Regions from separate parts of the Mus musculus genome. Here region 1 is linked to region 2. Evidence: chromatin contacts called from public Hi-C data. All regions are on one chromosome and are shown on one strand. Each heading gives the region's core, a stretch centred on a gene start, on an enhancer-like site or on the middle of the called end of the contact. The rest is flanking DNA. Distances are from core to core; before and after follow the strand shown. Region 1 has its middle 38 kb from the start of Ppp2r3a. Region 2 holds the start of Ppp2r3a (protein phosphatase 2, regulatory subunit B'', alpha).

Region 1 (3,356 bases), core at 205-2,704, 38 kb after region 2:
GCTACCACGCCTGGCTACTACGCGTTTTTATTTGAGGACTTAGAAGGCATCACAGTGTTGTTAGGTGTGACCAGAGATCCCTGATGGGCTTCTTAGGTGGCTGGGTTAAGGGTCAGATGCAATAAGTAGGGCCCAGTATATTGACGAATCAGCCATACAGAATTACAATTGATTGAGTAGAATTTATTCAAAAGTAAGTGTGTGTATGTGTGTGTGTGTGTGTCCTCACCAGAGGACTTATACTAAAGAATACTTGGCTTCTTCTACCTCTTGGCTTCTTTCTGTTCCTTTGTTCTTTACTAGATAGAAAACATTAGAATTAAGTGCTAGAAAATGCAAGTTAAATGAAATTTGCTTTCCCCTTGCCTCACGCAATGGATTGTTTTTCTAGTACAACCATTTAGTTGCCTTGTTCTTTCTCAAAATATGTGGGTACTCATCGTCCCATCTCTTTTTCACAGTTTATTCCTCCAAGGAAGATAATCTGATTTCCACCGCGGAGCGTGATTAGTCCAATGGGATGCCTATCCCCCTGGTCATGGATTGGAGAATGAATAGTCACGTGCCCCAACAAGAACCAATGAAGTGTGAAGGGAGGGTTGCTGCCACTTCTTGACGGGAGGGACTTAACTTTAGAAGAGCTGGCGGTAGTTGGTTTCTTCTCCTAAAAATTCAGTCACTAGCAACTGTGAGGCCACGACGCACAAGCATGTTGCTACTAGCTTAGGGAGGAAACTGATGAGCAGAGACGAGCAGTGCTGGAGAGCAGCGTAGGTGAACACATCGTAACCAATTTGAGAGTCCAGAGGGGGAAAACCGACTCTCCATGTGGGAGGGTTCCTAGGAGAGGAGAGAGATCTCTCCCAGGGGCCTGGTAGGGTGACCTGCACTGCTGTCAGCACTCTATGCTAAGCCACTTACCTGGAGCTTGGCCAGCTGCTGTCAACCCTGGCAGGAGCCAGAGCTGTCCCACCTCACTGTCCCACCCAGTGAGGCAGAGGTGAGTCACTGAGGCTGGTGACCAACTCCCTTCTGAAGAACCCAGTAGTCTGGTGCAAAGAACATGGGTGAATTGTGAGAACAAGCAGGCAAGCAAGATATGGCTCCTGCCCACCCGGTTATATCAGGGCTGTTGATCAGTGCCCACCTTATAGATTTGCATATGGAAGAGGGAGGGAGGGAGGAAGAGAGAGCGAGGCGAGCTAGAGAGAGTTAGAGGCAGCAGAACCCTGGAGAAAAATCTTTATTGGCTCTGGAGACCCAGATGACAGACATGGAAGGTTAAGAGACGAGGTGGGAAGGAGCCATCAATACGCCATACTCCGTTTTCAACGCTGCCGTTTGTAAAGAATAATGAGGAATGAAAATTGAAGTATCGGCTACGCCCGCTGTTAGGTAGCCAGCTTCTGATTTCTAGATTGGGGCAGTTGATATCAGCACTCTGGCAGCGATTACCAAGGCTTTGCAGCCAATCTGGGAAGACCAGTTCGACAGGAAACACCTACCTAATTGAAAGATTCCACCCCAAAAATGTGAAGAATTGGGGAGAAACCGACCTAATAAAACAATAAAGTCAGGTAACAAGGAGGGCATTGGAGAAATATGGAAAATGGAATTTCCTGAGGGAAGGCTTCAGGAACTGGGTTAGAAAGAGCGGGGGGGGGGGGGAACACACACTTTTTCGGCTGTACATAGTGTAGTGCAGAATCCAGGAAGCAAACAATACTTAACATTGTCACACAGTGAGGAAAACCCAGGCTCACAGTGAAGGAGTTTGATGAGCACTATCGGCTGGTTGGGGCCTGTGACCCCACAACAAGAAGTGTCAGGAAAGCTAAAGCTCAGAACAAGCTGGAGCCTGTGGGACACAAAAGGCTAAAGATGATCAAAAGTGTGTGTGTGTGTGTGTGTGTGTGTGTGTGAGAGAGTGTGTGTGTGCGCATGCGCACACATGCTCAAGTGTGTTTGTTTATATTTGAAACCAGGAGAGTTAGAAGGTGTGAGCCTGCAGCAGGGGAAAGTTAGTGTGATGTTTACAAATGATAAACGAGTATTGCTTCTGTCTTTCCCAACAAGACAATACTTTTCAGACTTCATGGATCCCTACACAGAAAAAAGGGCTCTGAATAGTTATCTGCCAGGGATGTGCTTGCTGAACAATTGTTGTTAATCAATTTGGATGCAAAACAAACAATCCCACAGACTAGGAGGAGATAAAAGATGTTTTTACACAAGGGGATTTGAGTCCTTATTTTAGGAGGATCCCCCTCTCCCTTCCCCTCCCTCTCCTCCCTCCTTCCCTTTGTCTCTCCTATCCTCTTGGACGTGTGTACGCATGTCCAAGGTGTGCATATGTAGGTCAGAAGGCAGTTTGCAGCAGTCAGTCCTCTTCCTCTACCTTGCTGTCCTGGGATTTGAACTCAGGTCTCAGGCTCAGTGTCAAGCAGCTCTACCTGTGGTTGTGTGGTTCACTGGCTTGGAGGATTCCTCCTGCAGACTCTTCTCTCTCAGCACTCTAGGAGTATGTGGTGAGCTTAAGAGGCTGGCCTTGCCCATGCTAGCCTCAAACCCTCTAATGCTAGGGTACAGAGAAAGTGCATCCTGCAGTTAAGTGGAAGACGACAGCAGAAGGTCAGCAGCCACACCCATTTTCCAGCCTCCAAGGTAGATGCACAGAGCAGCAAAGGCAGAAAGGGCAACCAGAGATCTTCTGCTCCAGGAGCAGGTGAGGGAGGCCATGACACTCTCTCTAGCTGACACCTGCTCCCAGTAGGTGACTATCACTAATCCCTTAAAATAGCAGCTTGCTTCTGAGACTTTTTGAGTTCCTTGTTAAACAGTTTTTAGGTGGTGGTGTTTTTTTTTTTTTTTTTTATTTTTGAGCAACACCTAGTCAGTCAGAGCATGAAATTTGAGGAAATAGTTTGGAAGGCATTAATCTTGGAAGGCATTAATCATCATCATCATCATCGTCATCCAAATTTGACCCAATTTCATAGAAATAGCCTGTCAAGGTTTTCTTTTACAATGTTTACTATAAATGTGGAACAGACTGTTTATTATAAATTTGGGATATGTAAAGAAGCTTAAGAAATACACAACTGCCTATAATTCTGCTACCATTGAGATCCGGTGTGTTCTCTCTCCTGTCTCTCTTCTGTGCACATAGACGTATATGCATCCACACAGACACATATGTAAGGAAAAGTGAATCTTACCATAAATGTATTTATGTTCTAGCCTTTACACGTCACATTGTACCATGGACATTTCCCCATCGTTAATGCCATTTGAAGGCATGTTCGTAATCAACTCTCTGCTCTGTTCATCTGTCACAGTGCATTTAGCCATGACCT
Region 2 (3,348 bases), core at 178-2,677:
CTCACGAGTATCTCATGCCATAAGTTTTGTCAGAAGTGGTGAGACAGCCTTTTGAATGCAATAAACGTGAATAAATTGCATGCAAATCAGGAGCCGTCTACAGATTTTTAAGAACGCTTTCAGTAATCGTCATGGAGACCAGTGAAAGAAACTGAGATAATTTTTAACGATGCCAAGGAAAGCCCTGTGTTTACTACAACACGAGCCTGCTGCCTGCTTAGCTGGACGCCCATGCTCTGACCTAGTATGGCAATTCTTAGGGTCCCTGTGCTTGATGCTCTGTTTACAAGAAACTGAGGCCAGACACTAAGGAAGAACAAAGAAAAATGCCTGGCACCAAAGAGGCGGGGGACGTTTTGTACATAACTGAAGATCCGTGGAGGAACTCTTTTCCAATTTTGAAAGGCACTACAAATCATCCTCTCCGCTTACGTGTTCAAGCATTTATTCTATGTTCTTAAACTATTTTCTACAAAGAAAATACCTTATAATTTACAAACAGCAATTTGTCCTCCCCCCTCTGCATCTGCAGACCATCAAGCGGGATAAAATTTCCCTAGGCTTTATCAGAGTGGGAGGAATGGAAATAATGTGAGCACAACACAGTTCCGATGCAACATCAACTCCAAGCCGGGCCAGCTGGTTTCCATCGAGCGGTCCCCAAGGAGAACGCCCCTCAAGCCTGCAGCCCGGCCGGCGCGACCGTGGGACCGGCTGAGGTGCTCGCAGCTCAGCCACTCGGTCGCCCGATACCTTTGTTTCAGGTGCCCCTGTGCCCAGAGTGGCTGGGATCCCGCCCGCAGCCCCGAACTGGTGACACATCCTTCTTTGGCCAAGTCGGGCCGAGGCCGGGCAGGGGGCGGGGAAGGAAAATAAAGCCTCAGCGCCTAACGACGTGACTCTCAGTTCTTCCAGAACCTTGGCATTTGCTGCCCTGCCAAGCTTTCCTGTTAACGAGTTCCCGGCCCGGGCGTCCCGCGAGGTGGGAGGCGCCGGCCATCCGGCCCCCTGGCCTCCTCCGCGGAGCTCCCGGGCCACCGTTCTCCACGGCCGCCAGCCCCGGGAGTCCTCTGGCGTGGCGTGCCTGCGCTCCACCAGGAGTCCCTTCACCGCGCGCGGCCCCTGCGGCCAGGCCAGACCCCGCCCCCGGCCCCGCCCGCCCCGGTCTCTGTGCGCCGCCCCTCGGCCTCGCCAGCCCGTGGAGGGCCGGGGGCTCCCAAGGAGAACCGGCCTAAGGCCCCGCGTCTGTGCGCCTACCTCAGTGCCCGCTGCTCCTCCTCCCGCGGCTGCCTCGGCTCGCAGGCGACGCGCACACGCCACCCCGGCTTCCCGCAGCGCGGGGTCTGGGCCGCTTACGCCGCGCGTGAGGAGCCGAGGCCTGAGCGCGCCCCGCCCAGCCGCCCAGCAGCTTAGCTGCCCGCCAGCGCCACAGCCCCGCCCACTAGCGCCACAGGCCCGCCCACCAGACACGCCCCCTCGGCCCCGGCCCCGCCCACCTGGCCGTGCTGGGTTCCTCCCACTCTCCTTCCTCCGAAAGGGGGCCCTGAGGGGCACTGCGAGAGCCGTCGCCTCGGCCGCCGCTGTGATTTACTTAGTGTAATGGAGAAGGCTATTCGCACTATTTGGGGACTGAATTTCATGTTAAGAGTATACACTTTATGATGGCCGTCATTATTTTTATTACCCTTCTTACTGTCCTCTTCGATAACTGTCCTGCTCTTCCGGGAGGCTATCCCATCTGACTACAGTCTACACTCTTACTGTGGCCCACACCAGCATGCTCCTATTCGCTCAACCCAAGTTGTGTGAATTTTGAACGAAGAGTTTATTTATTTATTTATTTTAAGCGAATTGTTAACAGAATAAAAATTGTTAAATAAACAAAGCTATGTAAAACAAATGCACAACTTAATGGAGTGTTCTGAAACATTTGCAATTTTGATTTCTTAAGCTTTGACCCTAGCTAAAATAATAAGCGAGGTTTGCTTTTACTAAAAGTGGGAAATAAATGGGCTGACTGGGCTAGGGATGTAACCCCGTTGGTATAGTAAACGAGGATAAAACCACATAAACTGGGAGAGGTAATGTATGTCTGCAAAGCTCTGCAGAGGTGGAGGAGGCTAGATAGAGAACAAGAAGTTCCAAGTGTTTGAACTTTGGTGACATTGCTGCTACTTTGAGGCCAACCTGGGCTACATGAGTACCACAGCTAAACAATAAAAATAATGCAGTTCAATTCTAAATTAAAAAGTCAATCAATCATTATGTAAGCACATAGGTAAAACAAGCAAGCCAGTCAGGGGAAGGAACAGTACGTGACATTTGGTCACGTAGAGGTGAAGAACCAGATGTAGATAAGACTTTAAAGAGCCAGGCATTAGGCAAACTGTGAGAACAGGCTCTGCGTACGTGTTTTATCTCTTCCTTTCTGTCAACATTTCTTAGCAAAACAACAGTTGCTTACAGAGTGCCTTATGTGTACATGTGAAATCATATGTGATGTGTACATACATTTAGGTATAGATGGTGCATACAAAATGTATACAATTTCACATTCTGTAGCTATGTGTAAGGTTGATTATAAGAAATATATTTTTATTTTTAAAAGAAAAATGTATATAAAATTGCCTCAAACAGGCTCTACATCCTGAGTCATTTCACCAAGTTAATCTTTTTAATAGCTAGAATGTGGTCTTCGTTGTCTTGAAAGAAGAAAAACCATCACACACCCAACTTTATACTTTCCTATTTTAAAAGTCCTTCACCATACCGCGTTGAATATCTTCTTTTGTGTCAGAACAATCCTGTGAAGAAGGAAGGGCAAGACACAAAGAAGTGACAAAGGTCACAGAACAGTTTTTGATGGTAAGGACAGGAAGTACACAGAGAATCACAGAACTTCAACACCTTACCCCCTGCCTTTACCTTTGGACTCCTGTGGGGCCTTTGCCCTCCATTTACTTACACAGTCCACTGGAATGAAAAGGACATAATCCCTCCTGGGTGTGGAGGAGCATGCCTGCAATTCTAGAAGATTAGAAGTTCAAGGCTGGCTACGGGTCATAACAAGTCAGCTAGCCTGGGCTGCATGAGAATCTGTCTCAATAAGTAGGAAGTAAATAAATAAAACCCCTGTTCCAGAAAAGGACACAATTTCATGCCTGGAAATTTGATTCAATACAATAGAACCATCCTCTATCTTAGTGAATTACCAACTTATCACAGTTATTGAACTCCAGTCTCTAAGGAAGGTGTTATGGATAGAATGTACAGTCTTTGTGCATAGTCAAGAAATAAAGAAATATTTGAGAATAAATGAGAAATTTGTTATCATAATAGAGGAATAGT

What was found. Hi-C and Micro-C count contacts between places; a contact is called where the count stands out from the background.
Region 1: a Hi-C map of epidermal suprabasal cells shows a contact between it and region 2, with 3 times the contacts expected there. The contact joins the enhancer-like site here to the promoter of Ppp2r3a in region 2. A contact is called at or near these places in 4 of 484 Hi-C or Micro-C datasets (the HL-1 cell line, the N1E-115 cell line, epidermal suprabasal cells and 1 more) and 2 of 115 datasets of contacts at active chromatin or transcription factors (embryonic fibroblasts and embryonic stem cells).

Annotation. Positions count from the first base shown.
Region 1 is chr9:101,288,512-101,291,867 of GRCm38.p6, forward strand. No RefSeq gene overlaps it. Among named protein-coding and RNA genes, the nearest start is that of Ppp2r3a, 38 kb to the left of the region's middle. Within about 2 kb of position 1,455, at least 34 of the 459 cell types and tissues checked have an H3K27ac peak or open chromatin away from gene starts, as enhancers often do. A contact at or near this core is called in epidermal suprabasal cells, where this site is marked.
Region 2 is chr9:101,250,405-101,253,752 of GRCm38.p6, forward strand. Ppp2r3a (protein phosphatase 2, regulatory subunit B'', alpha) reads right to left here and starts at 1,428. Exons shown (of 14, transcript NM_001161362.3): 1 at 1,258-1,428.